2 separate regions of the Mus musculus genome follow, and region 2 is linked to region 1. The links are chromatin contacts, called in public HiChIP or PLAC-seq maps. All regions are on one chromosome and are shown on one strand. The core of a region is the stretch at or near the end of the contact, and the rest is flanking DNA. Distances in the headings are between cores, read along the strand shown. Region 1 holds the start of AA414768 (expressed sequence AA414768). Region 2 overlaps Usp9x (ubiquitin specific peptidase 9, X chromosome).

Region 1 (7,177 bases), core at 2,136-4,635:
CTTCAATACAGTCTCTACAAAGACCCAAGTGACTTTCCCCCCTAGAGATAGAAAGGGAAGTATTAAATTACTATGTAACTGTAAAGGATCGCTAACATTAAAAGCAACAGTGAACAAGAAGAACACGTGTAGATGCTTCTCTATTTCAAAATCTACTACAAAGCTACAGTGAGCAGAAGTGTATGGTATTGGCATAAAGACATGCATGCAGAATGGAACAGAAGGAACCGAGAAATAGATATATGCATGGGCATATATGGTCAAGTGATCCTTGATAACGGTACCAAAATTTCATGATTAGGAAAAGATCATTACTCCATCAAATGCTGTGTGGGAAACTGGCTATTCACAGATGTCCTGGTTGGTCATGGTGTTATATCACAGTCATAGAGACTGTAGCTAGGACAACAGGCAAAAAGAATAAATTTGACATTTGTCTTATATCATATACAAATGCCAACTTAAAGTAGGTTAAAGGCATGGACACGAGTTCTAAAATAGTAAATACTCATAGAAGATTGGGGGAAAATCTTTACAACACAATTGTAACAAAATGATTTCTTGCACACAAACAACAAAGCCAAAATCAGACACGGAAAATTACAACAGACTAAGAAACTCCTGGTCAGAATAGTCATCCGTATGAAAAAGCAGCCAGTAGAATTTGAGAAAATCTTCAAACTTTACAGCTGATTTAAAAAAAAAACTTTTTAAAATATTCCAGACTGGCAAGATAGCTCAGTGGGCAGAACCATTTGCTGTCAGCCTGGCAGTCTGAGTTTGAAAGGATACCGCCAAGTTCTGACCTCCCCACATGACCCTTACCCAAAATAAACACATAACAATTTGACATTAATATCTTGGTTGGGTGGTGGTGGCACATGCCTTTAATCCGAGCACTCAGGAGGCAGAGGCAGGTGGATTTCTGAGCTGGAGGCCAGCCTGGTCTACAGAGTGAGTTCCAGGACAGCCAGGGCTACACAGAGAAACCCTGTCTCGGAAAAGAAAGAAAGAAAGAAAGAAAGAAAAGAAAAGGAAAGGAAAGGAAAGGAAAGGAAAGGAAAGAAAAGAAAAGAAAAGAAAAGAAAAGAAAAGAAAAGAAAAGAAAAGAAAAGAAAAGAAAAGAAAAACCAACCAAACAAAAAAGGTTAATATCTTGGCCTGGAGAGATGGCTCAGCAGTTAAGAGGACCTGAGTTCAATTCCCAGCATCCACATGGCAGTTCACAACCCAGTCCTAGGGGATTTGACAGTTTCTTCTGGCCCCCACACGTACTGCACTCACTTGATTCACACACATACATACGTGCAGGCAAAATACCCACACACAGAAATGAAAAATAAAGATTGTCTTAGTCAGGGTTTCTATTCCTGCACAAACATCATGACCAAGAAGTAAGTTGGGGAGGAAAGGGTGTATTTGGCTTACACTTTCCATACTGCTGTTCATCACCAAAGGAAGTCAGGACTGGAACTCAAGCAGGTCAGGAAGCAGGAGCTGATGCAGAGGCCATGGAGGGGTGTTCCTTACTGGCTTGCTTCCCCTGGCTTGCTCAGCCTGCTCTCTTATAGAACCAAGACTACCAGCCCAGAGATGGTCCCACCCACAAGGGGCCTTTCCCCCTTGATCACTAATTGAGAAAATGCCTTACAGCTGGATCTCATGGAGGCATTTTCCCAACTGAAGCTCCCTTCTCAGTGATATTCCAGCCTGCGTCAAGTTGACACACAAAATCAGCTAGTAGAAAGATGAAAAATCTTAAGTTAATATTACAAAATATTAACAACTCAATAGCAAAACAAAACAAAAACCTGATTTTAAAATGGACAAAGAAGCTGGAGCAGTGGTGGCACACGCCTTTAATCCCAGCCCTTGGGAGGCAGAGGCAGTCGGATTTCTGAGTTCGAGGCCAGCCTGGTCTACAGAGTGAGTTCCAGGACAGCCAGAGCTATACAGAGAAACCCTGTCTCGAAAAACCAGAAAAAAACCCAAACCAAAACAATAAAATGGACAAAGGAGTCGACAGGCATTTCTCATGAGAAGTGCTGAGACTCTTGTGAAACCGCTCATCTTCACTAAACTATGAGCAAACCGCAGATGAAAACCACCAAGAGGTATCTTGTCACACCTCACCGGGGGCATGATAAAAATAAATAAGTAAATAATAAAAGAAAAAAATGACTAGTGATAACAAAGATGTGGAGAAATTGGGCCCTTGCTGGGCTGGAAGTAGCTGTGAAGTTTCCTTTAAAAAAATCTATGTACAGGCCAGGCAGTGGTGGTGCACACCTTTAATCCCAGCACTTGGGAGGCAGAGGCAGGAGGATTTCTGAGTTCGAGGCCAGCCTGGTCTACAGTGTGAGTTCCAGGACAGCCAAGGCTACACAGAGAAACAATGTCTTGAAAACCAAACAAATCTATGCACAACCTAAAGCCTTCTGAGTCCACCAAGCCTGCTTGTGCTTATTAGAAGCAAAAGCAGGAGCTCTCTCCTCTCTTTCTCCTCACTCTCTGTCTGTCTGTCTGTCTGTCTCCCCCCCCCCCCCACTCACTTACTCACTCACACACTCTCTCCTCTCTATCTCCCCAACTCAGTGTCTGTGTTTTGTATGTGCAAGATAACCTCCCAGTCTGCCTCTCATACAGCACTGGGATTACAGGCATGCCTTAGGCTAGGCCACGCTTTTTATACAAGCGCTGAAGATTTGAACTTCTCATGCTTGAGCATCGAGTGATACTTATTTGCTGAGCCATCTTTCAGCTCTGAAATCAGTGACCCATGTTCACTGTAGCAGTATTCAAGATAGCCACGATATGGAAGCAACTAAAATGACTGTTGAAATGAATCGAGAAAACAACCGACCGGGAATGTAGCTCAGGTTGTAGAATGCTTGCCTACATGCTCCAAGCCCTGGGTTCCATCTTTAGCCTTTAGCACTACACAAACTAGCTGTGGTGGTGCATTCCTGTAGTTCCCACCATCCAGGAGGTGAGGGTAGAAATATCAGAAGTTCACATTTCTTTTAAAATCAGCTTGGGGCCATAGCTTGCACGCCTAGAATGCTTGTGGCCTTGGCTTCCTTTCCCAGGAGGCCATAAACTGGGTGTGGTGGCGCTGTGAAATCAGCACTGGGTGAGGAGGGAGGTAGAGGCTGGAGGTTCAGGCGTTCAAGGCCATCTTTGGCTACACAGAGTTCAAGACCAGCCCCCATTATTCAAGACTATGTTTCAAAACAAAATTAAAAAAAAAAAAGAACAAAAGGTTCCGTTATGCAAGATGAAAAGGCCCTGTAGATCATTGTGCGACACAGTGCTTAGACTTATGACTGAGGCGGCCACGCTCTGCGGGTCGCGGAGGCGGGCAGAGGCGGAGCCGCAGGAGCCCGGCCCGGCGGCCCCAGGGGCGGTGGCAGCCCAGCAGGCGTCTCGCGGGGCCTCTTTGCTTCCACACTCGTCTCAGAGGACCCAAAAGGAAGGATGTCGTCGGGGCTTAAGGCCGAGCTGGAGTTCCTAGCGTCCATCTTCGACCAGGACCACGAGCGGCTGCGCATCGTGAGCTGGCAGCTGGATGAGCTGCAGTGTCAGTTCCTGGTGCCGCCGGCGCCCGCGGGCAGCCCGCCCTCGCCGCCGCTCACCCTGCACTGCTCCATCACCGAGTCCTACCCATCTTCGCCGCCGATATGGTTCGTGGACTCTGACGATCCAGATCTCACATCGATCCTGGAACGACTGGAAGATTCGAAGCCCAACAGTTCGCTTCGTCAGCAGCTCAAGTGGCTGATCTGTGAACTCTGCAGCTTATATAACCTGCCTGAGCACCTGGATATGGAGATGCTGGACCAGCCGGTCCCCATGGCTCAGAAGGCGACCATCGAAGAGGTGCCTTCAGAAGATGAAGGTGAAGATGCAGCTGACGGGGTGGAAGACTTGGACCATTATGAGCTGAAAGAAGGAGGAGGAGGAGGAGGAGGAGGAGGAGGAGAAGAAGAAGAAGAAGAAGAGGCTAGTAGCGAGAAAAAGTCAGAGGATGAAGGGCTTGAGAAAGAGCATTTGGCAATATTAGAGAATATCAAGAAGAGCCAAAGGCAAGAGCATTTGAATGGTACCGTGTCTGGCTCGGTGCATGCTTCAAACAGACTTATGAAAGAACTCAGAGATATATACAGATCGCAGAGCTACAAATCGGGGACTTATTCCGTGGAACTGATAAACGACAGCTTATATGACTGGCACGTTAAACTGAGGAAGGTTGACCCCGATAGTCCCTTGTACGGTGACCTTCAGCTCTTGAATGAAAAAGAAGGCATTGACTATATTTTGCTTAACTTCTCTTTCAAAGATAACTTTCCGTTTGATCCTCCATTTGTTCGCGTCGAGTTGCCTATTCTCTCTGGAGGGTATGTTTTGGGTGGAGGGGCGTTGTGTATGGAACTGCTCACCAAACAGGGCTGGAGCAGCGCCTACTCCATTGAATCAGTCATCATGCAGATCAATGCCACCTTAGTCAAAGGCAAGGCCAGGGTGCGCTTTGGAGCAGATAAGAATCAATATAATCTAGAAACAGCCCAACAGTCCTATGACTCCGTCGTGCAGATGCATGAGAAAAAGGGCTGGTTCACTCCTCCAAAGGAAGATGGGTAAATAGTAGACTGTGGTGTATTTGGAACAAGGTAGCTTTAAAGACACAAACAAGCTTTGCATATCTTTGTAACAGTAGTGCGGAAGATATTAGCTAATTGGTGTTTTAGTGGATAAACTGTCAACTGACCACCAGTAGAAGTCCCAACCTTTTCATTTTGCTTACTGTGGGGGTCTTGGGCTGAACTGTGAGCCTTTACTGTGGTTTTCCCTGATAAATAATCATAGTGTCCATTTTTTTGTCATCATCTGTTTTCCTTGATTCCGTGAAATGTGTTAAGTAGGCCAGTCAGTTGTGACTTTATAATTTTTGTTTATTGGGCTATTGGGGGAGGGGGGATAATGAGTATTTACAAACATTTGTTCCATTTAGTGCCAATAAAAGTTTTGCCAGTGTCCAATCCTGGCTTAAAAGAGTTTTTTGGTCTCTGTGTGTTGTTTGTGTGATGCTGCGGATGGAACCCAGGGCCTCCTGCGTGCTACACGACCTATCCCATTGAGTTGCGTTCCCAGTTGAATGGTTATGTCTTCTCAACTACAGTCTTTTAGGGTGTAAAGCCATTTGATTGCCTAAATAATGATAAGAACTTTGCTCATGAATTAATAACATTTTTATGGCCAGATTTATGCTATGAACTATTTCCTAAGGCTGGACTCTTGAAACTGAGTTATACTGTACTTGGGCAAAGCAATCAAGGCTTGTTAGCACTCATTTGCACTGGTCGTGCTTAGCAAACTCTTTCTCCGCTTCCTCTGCCCCTTCTTTGAGACAGGGTTTCAGTTACCCGAGGTTGGCCAGGAGCTCTGGATCCTTCTGCCTCTATGTCCCAGGTACTGATGAGTTTGTTTCTTGTTGGTTCGATATTTTTTATGAAGCAGAGCCACAGTCTATAGCTTTGGGTTAGTTGTGAAACACTGCCATTCTTCCTTTCCATTTTACTAACCGGATGCTGCAATTTGTTGTAGACTGATAAACTTTATGAATTGCTCAGCAGAAGTTACATATTTAAGTTCCACGAGTACTTAATTTGGAGACTTCTATTTTTTTTTCTACTGTCATAACAATGAATGACTGTGCATCAAAGAACTAATAGGAACTTTGTATGTGTCAACTCCTTTATAGGGTGTGACTTTATAGGGTGTGAATCAGTGTACTTTCCATTTTCTTACCTCACCCAGTTGTGTCCCCTTAAGTTGGTAATGGTTGGATTTAATCGTGTATATGAATGTGTGTGGAGTGGGGTATATGCACTCGAGTGCAGATGTCTTCAGGGGCTGGAAGGCATCAAACCAAATTTGGGTCTTCTGCAAGACTAGTATGCATTTAATGGCTGAGCCATCTCTCCAGCCCCTCTACTTTGTTATTTTTGAGACAGAATCATTCATGGAACCTGGAGATCACCAGTGGTCTAGGCTTGGCTAGCCAGTGAGTCCCAGTTCTTGGATTATAGAGCTTCCCAGTTACAACTTCAAAGCTCTGGGATTACAGGCAAGTGCCAGGACATCCAGCTTCTCGTGTGGGTACTGGAGATGTACACGCAGGTCCTGGGACTTATGCAGCAAGCACTTTACCCAGGGCACCATTCCCCTCCCCTACAACTGCTTTAACATTCACATATCAACTACATTAACCATACCCAAGAGACATGGCTCTTGTGCATTATTGTATATGTTCAAATTTTTAAAATTCTATTTTGGTTACAAGGGCAGGCAATCACGATTTGTGGGCCAGGCCTAGTGGCCCAGATTTGTAATCCCAATTACTCAGGATCTTGAGGCAGGAGGCTTGATAGTTCAAGGCCTGCCTGAGCAATTGTTACCATTCAGCCCGGGTTAAGATACCATCTCAAAATTAAAAGTTGTAAACAAGACAAAAGAAAAAATAATTTTTAAAAAGAGTAAGAATTAGAAGTGAAAAGGGGCATGTGTATAGGGGGAACTAGGAACGTAGCTCAGTGGTATAACCAGTGCGTAGCATTCACAAGTCCCTAGGTTTCAGTCCCACCAGGACCCCCACACCCCCCCCCCGCACCCCATTTCATTTTTCTGGCATTCTCCCTCACTTGGTTACATTTACACAGCATTTTGGCCAGTTCTGGTAAACTGTGACAAGGCAGAATCATCTAAAGCGTTACAATTCCCTAACCATTCAAGTTCCTCGAGCCGATAGCCAAATCTTGAACACACTACCGAATTCTGCCACACCCTAATTGATATCTGAACATTGATAGCTTTAGTTCCCTTTGTCATCGAAGATGTATTGAGTAGTACATGGTAAGCTTTATAAAACTGAATCGAATGTACAAACAATCATGAAAACGACTGGGGCTAGAGAGCTGGCTCAGCAGTTAAGAGCATTGTCCTGCTCTTGCAGAGGACTTGAGCTTGCTCCTAGCATCCACCACAGGCAGCCCACAACTGCTGGCCACCCTGTGCCTCTGACCTCTGAGCACTGCATTCACAAATCCACACTGAGACACACATGCATACACACAGTTACAAATAAAAATGAAATAGTTTAAAGACAGCTGTTGTTGCT
Region 2 (6,919 bases), core at 3,359-5,858, 180 kb after region 1:
GATAATATCTGGGCAGCACAGGTAAGGCTCTTGAAACCTCTTAAATGCTTCTGGAAGAAATTCTTCTAGAAACTTCCTGAAATTGTCAATAATGCTTGAATACTTAACAGTTCATATTTGGCAAAAGTTAAAGAGGCAAAAAATAAGGGAAACTAGGTGTGGTTGTGTATATCTGCAATCTCAGCAGATGAAAGTGTACAAGTAGGAGAATCATGTATCGGAAGGTAACTTAGGCTTCAAAGCGAGCGCAAGCTTCTGACCGAGAAATCAAGGATACAAACAGCTCAGTGGTACACTGTATTTGCCTTAGTACCACAAAATAAAGTAATATTTGTTGGGAAAATAAATATACATCTATCATTGACCTCTTAATAGACTTAGCAACTCCTCAGTATAGTTCACTCACTCAATTCCAAAACACTTAAAACTTTTCAGAAGGATTAGCAACCTTTCTGAAAAGGTTTTAAAAGCCACAAACTACATAAACATTGTTGAATTCTAATTTACAAAGCTTTGGTTTTTTGCTTTTTTCTTGTTGTTGTTTTTGTTTATTTTATAGAGATATAGAAAATAGCTTTGTTTTTGAGTATTTAGTTCCAGTTTGGGGAAAAAAGTAATAACAATGAAAGTATTAGTATATTCGATAAACTAATTAAAATTTAATATTTCCTAAAGTACATGTTAACTATGCATATGCAGAAATGAAATTGTCAGATTTTAGCAAGAAGCAATAGTTAAGAATTTTACATAGAGATTAAATCTTTTTAATTATGTGGTGATTAAATGGTGATAATTTCCTGATGGTCATTAGCAGTCAGTATAGATGATGTTTCTATTGTTCACAGTTTAGTGTCTATGTGACCTTTGTTTTTATTTATTAATAGGCAGGGAAACATGAAGCCATTGTAAAGAATGTACATGATCTACTGGCCAAATTGGCATGGGATTTTTCTCCTGAACAACTTGATCATCTTTTTGATTGCTTTAAGGTAATTATTAACGCAGCATTGTTATTACCATTTTATATTTAGATAGAATTGATTCATTAGAACTACAAGTTGTTATTAACCCACAAATACTTAAAAAACTCGTAAGACAATTTCTGATATGAAAGGACTTTATCTAGTTTGAAAGACTTTGCCAGTGTTTTCTTTCTACAAACTTGATTTTCATTTTCATGATAGTGCTAATAGCCCTAATAAAGACTCTTGTTCAAAATTCAGGTTATTGTTTTGAATATCTTTTCCCAGTCTCTTTTGGAAGTAGGTTGAAGTATAGAAAAGTAGGAAAGGAAGATTGTGAGAAACATAAGAGGTGGCAATAAAAGAAATATCAGTACAATGGTATTCTGAGGATATATACTCAGGTAAAGCATAACTTAATTTACAAGGCAGTGCCAGACCATACAGTCATACTCACATTGATTCTGTCATGTTCTTTTATATAGTGTTAACAGTCTCATCAGTTACTGACATTCAGTGCATGGTTAATTGGTTAGTGAATTTGTGAATTAAGAACATGACATTATAAGAGTGCTTAGGAAGGGAGGGCCTTTTAACTATTGGCATTACATCATTAGTCACTAAGTATTACTCCTGAAAATAGTGATTCTGACTGGGAACATAAGTTGCCATAACACTCTGGAAGGTTATATTGTGTCCCTGATTAAATACAATATTCTGGGAATATCAGTATAGCTCAGCAGTAGAATGCTTGCTTAGCATAACAAGGCTCTCAATCAGTCCCAAACACCAAAAGATTCTTGCATATATGCACCAGCTTGCATGTCCAAAAACAAGTGAACTGAAGTGGTTTGTAATAGCTACAAATCTCTCTATAGAGAGGATAGATAATGGATGTTCATATAATGGAATACTTCATGGGAATGGGAATAAGCAAACTGGAAGCAGCATGGATGAATTTCATTGTCAGAATACTGAAAAAGGGCTGAAACTATGTAGTAATTTCTGTATCTTGATTAAATTAACATAAACTTCAGAAATAGTCCCAGATGGCTCTTGAGATTCTATTCACCACATAAGACCAATTTGTCTTAGTATATGCCACATGTCTTAGTCAGGGTTTCTATTCCTGCACAAACATGACCAAGAAGCAAGTTGGGGAGGAAAGGGTTTATTCAGCTTACACTTCCACATTGCTGTTCATCACCAAGGAAGCAGGAGCTGATGCAGAGGCCATGGGAGGGATGTTGCTTACTGGCTTGCTTCCTCTGGCTTGCTCAGCCTGCTCTCTTATAGAACCAAGACTACCAGCCCAGAGCTGGTCCCTCCCACAAGGGGTCTTTCCCCCTTGATCACTAATTGAGAAAATGCCTTGCAACTGGATCTCATGGAGGCATTTCCTCAACTGAAGCTCCTTTCTCAGTGATAACTCCAGCTGTGTCAAGTTGACACACAAAACCAGCCAGTACAATTGGTTTTTAATGTAGGTAGTGCTTACATACTGCTTACATACATACCTACACTGGGTACTCTTAAAATGAAATCACTTTACATCTTCCATTTTATATTTCACAGTAGGGGGAAAAATGACCTCTACCCCAGGCATATAGAGTCAGTCACTAGGTATAAAGCCTAAAAGTCAATATTTTCATTAAGTTTCTCTGATCAGTTTTTTTGTTGTTGTTAGTTTGGTTTGGTTTTTTTTGTTTGTTTGTTTTTTGTTTTTTTGAGACAGGGTTTCTCTGTGTAGTCCTGGCTGTCCTGGAACTCACTTTGTAGACCAGGCTGGCCTCGAACTCAGAAATCCGCCTGCCTCTGCCCTCTGATCAGTTTTAACACATTAAAAGTTATAAATCAGATATCTTGTTGAAATTTTTACTTCTTTGAAGGGAACAAATTAATGAATGTTTTCTGCATTTTTAAATACATCATACACATTTCACACATGCAAAGATAAACTTTTCCCCATAAAGACAGCTGTAGTAAGCAGTTATTGTGAATGCCCTTAAGTTAATAGTCATTCATCCTTCATGTTGAGGTGACTCCTGAAATAGTGGTGAAGTATGACCAGTGACAGACTTGAAAAAGGAAAAAGTATAAAACAGTCATTACATCATTTGGGTCTTCTTTCTCCCAGGATAATCTCTTGATACTTCCTTAATAATTAGTTCCTTAATGATTAATTGATTCCCCCTTTGGATTATCAAGAGCTTGCTAAATAGCAAGCACTTTTTTATAGTTGGGGAGCATCTCACTGTATATCCTTGGCTGCTTGGAACTCACTGTGTATACCAGGTCGCCCTCAAACTCGAGAGATCTACCACACTACCTTAAAAATGAAGAGGAGAAAATGAAATAAGGGTTTTCATTTCATTTAAATATCTTTCTAGGCCAGTTGGACAAATGCAAGTAAAAAGCAACGTGAAAAGCTCCTTGAGCTGATTCGTCGTCTTGCAGAAGATGATAAAGATGGTGTGATGGCACATAAAGTATTGAACCTTCTGTGGAATCTAGCTCACAGTGATGATGTGCCTGTAGATATCATGGATTTGGCTCTCAGTGCTCACATCAAAATACTAGATTATAGTTGCTCCCAGGTAAGGAGGTGGTGTTTGGCTTGGTTGTATTACTTTTGTGCCCCTACAGTACTAGGTAGTATGGCTAAAGTACAGGATAATTTTAGGTTATTTTAGCATTATCTTTTTAATGATTTTAAGAATTGATGTTTATTTAAGCCTGCCTTTCTTAGGTCTCTACAATAATGTTTTAAGATCCATCTGAGTCTCTGGAAGAGGAGGTACAAACAATAGGCCATTTAGTGATAATGTTGTCAAATGTATGGTAAAGGAATCAAATAGATCATAAAATATTAAGGCTGAGTTAGAAACTTTGGAAATAAATATTTTCTTTGCTCATAAAAGATAAAGAATAATTAGAATTTTCTAGGTAGTAGATTCTAATGTCAGGGTGTTGCATTAGCATGTTAATGCATGATTTTATTATGAGATAGAATCTTTTTAAGTTAAAACAAATCTCAAACCTAGTAAATTATAATCAAACTTTACTGAATGTATGTGATAAATTTTAGGATTTTACTTTTTAGAGTTTGGTAGTAAATATGAAGTTAAGATATACCTAGAGCACTTTAAAAAAATTAAACTCTTAGAGTTACAGTATATTTTATATTTATCATGTTAATCTTATAAGAAAAACCGACTTTATAATTCCATGGATTATTGGAATTTAGCTTAATTTCCTTATACATTTATCTTTAAATACTGTGACTTAGAATTTTCCCGAGTATTGATCTATATAATAAAACACTGAAATTGTTTAAGGACCGGGACACCCAAAAGATCCAGTGGATTGATCGCTTCATAGAAGAACTTCGCACAAATGACAAATGGGTCATTCCTGCACTGAAACAAATTAGAGAAATTTGTAGTTTGTTTGGTGAAGCACCTCAAAATTTGAGGTAAGACTTTTAAAACTAGACAGTTTAAATATTTTTATTTATGGTTTGTTAATTTCAATTTGTAAAAGAAAATTTTAAAGAAAGTTAATGAAGTGCCAGGAAACTAAGAAGAAAAGGGCTCCTTTTGGAACAAAAGAATCTTTTGTCATTCCTACATCCTTTGTTTCATTGATATGGAAAGTAAGCCATGATTAAGTGATCAGTACTAAAATCTAAGTGATCTTGCTGTTTGATGCTGTGTCACATGGTAGTTTTCACACCAAAAAAAAAAGATTGTTTTTTTAATTTTTAAAGTTAGTTTAGAAGATTAAATTGCATGGAGATTTAAATGATAGTAGATGGAATGATAGAACACTGGATTTTTTAATTTTTTAAGATTTATTTTATTTATTATATGTAAGAGAAGAGGACATCAGATTTCATTACAGATGGTTGTGAGCCACCATGTGGTTGCTGGGATTTGAACTCGGGACTTTCAGAAGAGCAGTCAGTGCTCTTAACTGCTGAGCCATCTCTCTAGCCCCTGAATTTTTTAAATATTTCTTAAGTATACTTTAGGCCAGCGATGGTGGTACACACCCTTAATCTAAGCATTTTGGAATCAGAGGTAGATAGATTTTTGTGGTTTCCAGATCAACCTGGTTTACACAATTAGGTCTAGGCCAGCCACGACTACAGAGTGAAACCCTATCTCAAATGGAAAAAAACAAAAACAAAGAAACTCCAAAAATGAAAAATAAATAACAAAAAACTTAGGTGTTGAAAAAATGGTACAATGCTTAAGAATTCTAGGTAGTCTTCCAGAGGACTAAACTTCAGATCACAACTATTTGTAATTCAATTTTTAGGAGATCCCATGCCCTCTTCTGGCCTCAGTATGTACTGAATATACATGGTGCACAGACACACGTGTAATAAAAATAAATATTTTTAAAAGAAGAAAGAAAGCGAGTTAATGGATTAAAAAAAAATGTACTATTTTAAGGTTCCAAAATCTGTTTATAAGTACAATTTGTCCTCTTATTTTCTGGGCATGAGTTAGAATGGTTGACATAGAAAGGAAAAATTATGTGGCATGAAAGAAAGCTTGAGTGTAGTGGAACTAATATTCATAAATGAAGTGTGAACAATGAAATCATATAATCTCGGGAGTATTCTTTAAATAATCATGGTTTCCTTGTATAATAGATGCAGGTGGAGGAAAAGGTAATGTTTGTCAAAGTAATGTATTTTGAGTATGTTTGGCCCAGGGTACATATGCCACTTAACCTTTCTGAAATTTATTAACTCTCAGGTAGACATAGTATTCAGCAACTCCTAGAAATTAATGACCTTGTCTATACTAGAATATGAAAGTTGTACTATCTATGAAAGTTGACTGTGAAATTTGTTGTGTGACAAGAACAACTTGGCTGCAAACCAAATGTTCCCAGGGAATAACTTAAACAGCTAGTAGTTTTTAAAATATTATTACTTTTTTTTTTTTTTTACTTTTGGGGGGTAGGAACTCGTTTTTGTATGGCAGTCAGAGAACAACATGTTCTCACCTTCAAAAATGAAAATAATGGGGATCAAGCTCAGGTTTTCAAGCTGGCAGCAAGTGCCTTTTCCTGCTAAGCCATCTGTTTGGCTTCTAATAATACTAATAATTAAAAAGTAAAAAACATTGGCCAGCAATTGGCAATGCTGGTTCTACAAAGAAGTTTGGATTTTTGGAATTTTCAAAAAGTCATGTATTCTTATAAAAATGCTTTGCTACTGCCATATTATAATAGATACAACTGATTCTTGCTTTTCAAGTAATACCATTTTTAATTTTTAACACTAATTTCTTTTAAGTTGCTTAATGTCATTAAGGAAGTAAATGAGTAAAGCTGGCTTTTGAGTTTTTAATTAGTAGCTAATAATTTAGTGGTGATAAACAGTTGATTGCAAGAGTTTAATTGCCTAATTATATTGTTAAGCTCTTCTCGTTTCAGTCAAAGTCAGCGAAGTCCCCATGTATTTTATCGCCATGACTTAATCAATCAACTTCAGCACAATCATGCCCTAGTTACTTTGGTAGCAGAAAACCTTGCAACTTACATGGAAAGCATGAGAATGTATGGCAGAGGTATGTATTGTAAGATAATTGAACTGTGAGAAATAACAGTGATTGCCATTTTCTATTAGGAGTAACAATTATATTTTTATTTATTTTTTATTTCAATCTTTTTTTTTTACAGTCTAGACTCTATACTCCTCCCAGTCCACCCTCATGACTGTTCCACATTCCATACCTCCTCCTCTATCCCCTAACCTGGTCTTCCTGAGGGTGTCCCCATCCTTCCTATCCCCTACCCAGCAGGCCTCCCCACTTCCTGGGGCCTCTAGTCTCTTGAGGGTTAAGTGCATCTTCTCTGACTGAACCCAGTCCAGGAAGTCCTCTGCTGTATATGTGTTGGGGGCTTATATCAGCTGGCATATGCTGCCTGGTTGGTGG

Evidence for each region. HiChIP or PLAC-seq counts read pairs in DNA pulled down with a chosen protein or histone mark.
Region 2: an H3K27ac HiChIP or PLAC-seq map of embryonic stem cells shows a contact between it and region 1, with 5 read pairs. The contact joins the enhancer-like site here to the promoter of AA414768 in region 1. A contact is called at or near these places in 1 of 484 Hi-C or Micro-C datasets (embryonic stem cells), 9 of 115 datasets of contacts at active chromatin or transcription factors (the 230-238 cell line, embryonic stem cells and large pre-B cells) and 1 of 9 other capture datasets (pancreatic islet).

What each region holds. Positions count from the first base shown.
Region 1 is chrX:12,933,488-12,940,664 of GRCm38.p6, forward strand. AA414768 (expressed sequence AA414768) reads left to right here and starts at 3,386. Exons shown (of 1, transcript NM_001272033.1): 1 at 3,386-5,054. The coding sequence starts at 3,478. The coding sequence ends at 4,641.
Region 2 is chrX:13,110,208-13,117,126 of GRCm38.p6, forward strand. It overlaps Usp9x (ubiquitin specific peptidase 9, X chromosome), which reads left to right. Exons shown (of 45, transcript NM_009481.2): 10 at 1-21; 11 at 885-989; 12 at 3,353-3,559; 13 at 4,301-4,437; 14 at 6,417-6,550. Among named protein-coding and RNA genes, the nearest start is that of Usp9x, 42 kb to the left of the region's middle. Within about 2 kb of position 4,609, at least 1 of the 459 cell types and tissues checked has an H3K27ac peak or open chromatin away from gene starts, as enhancers often do. A contact at or near this core is called in embryonic stem cells, where this site is marked.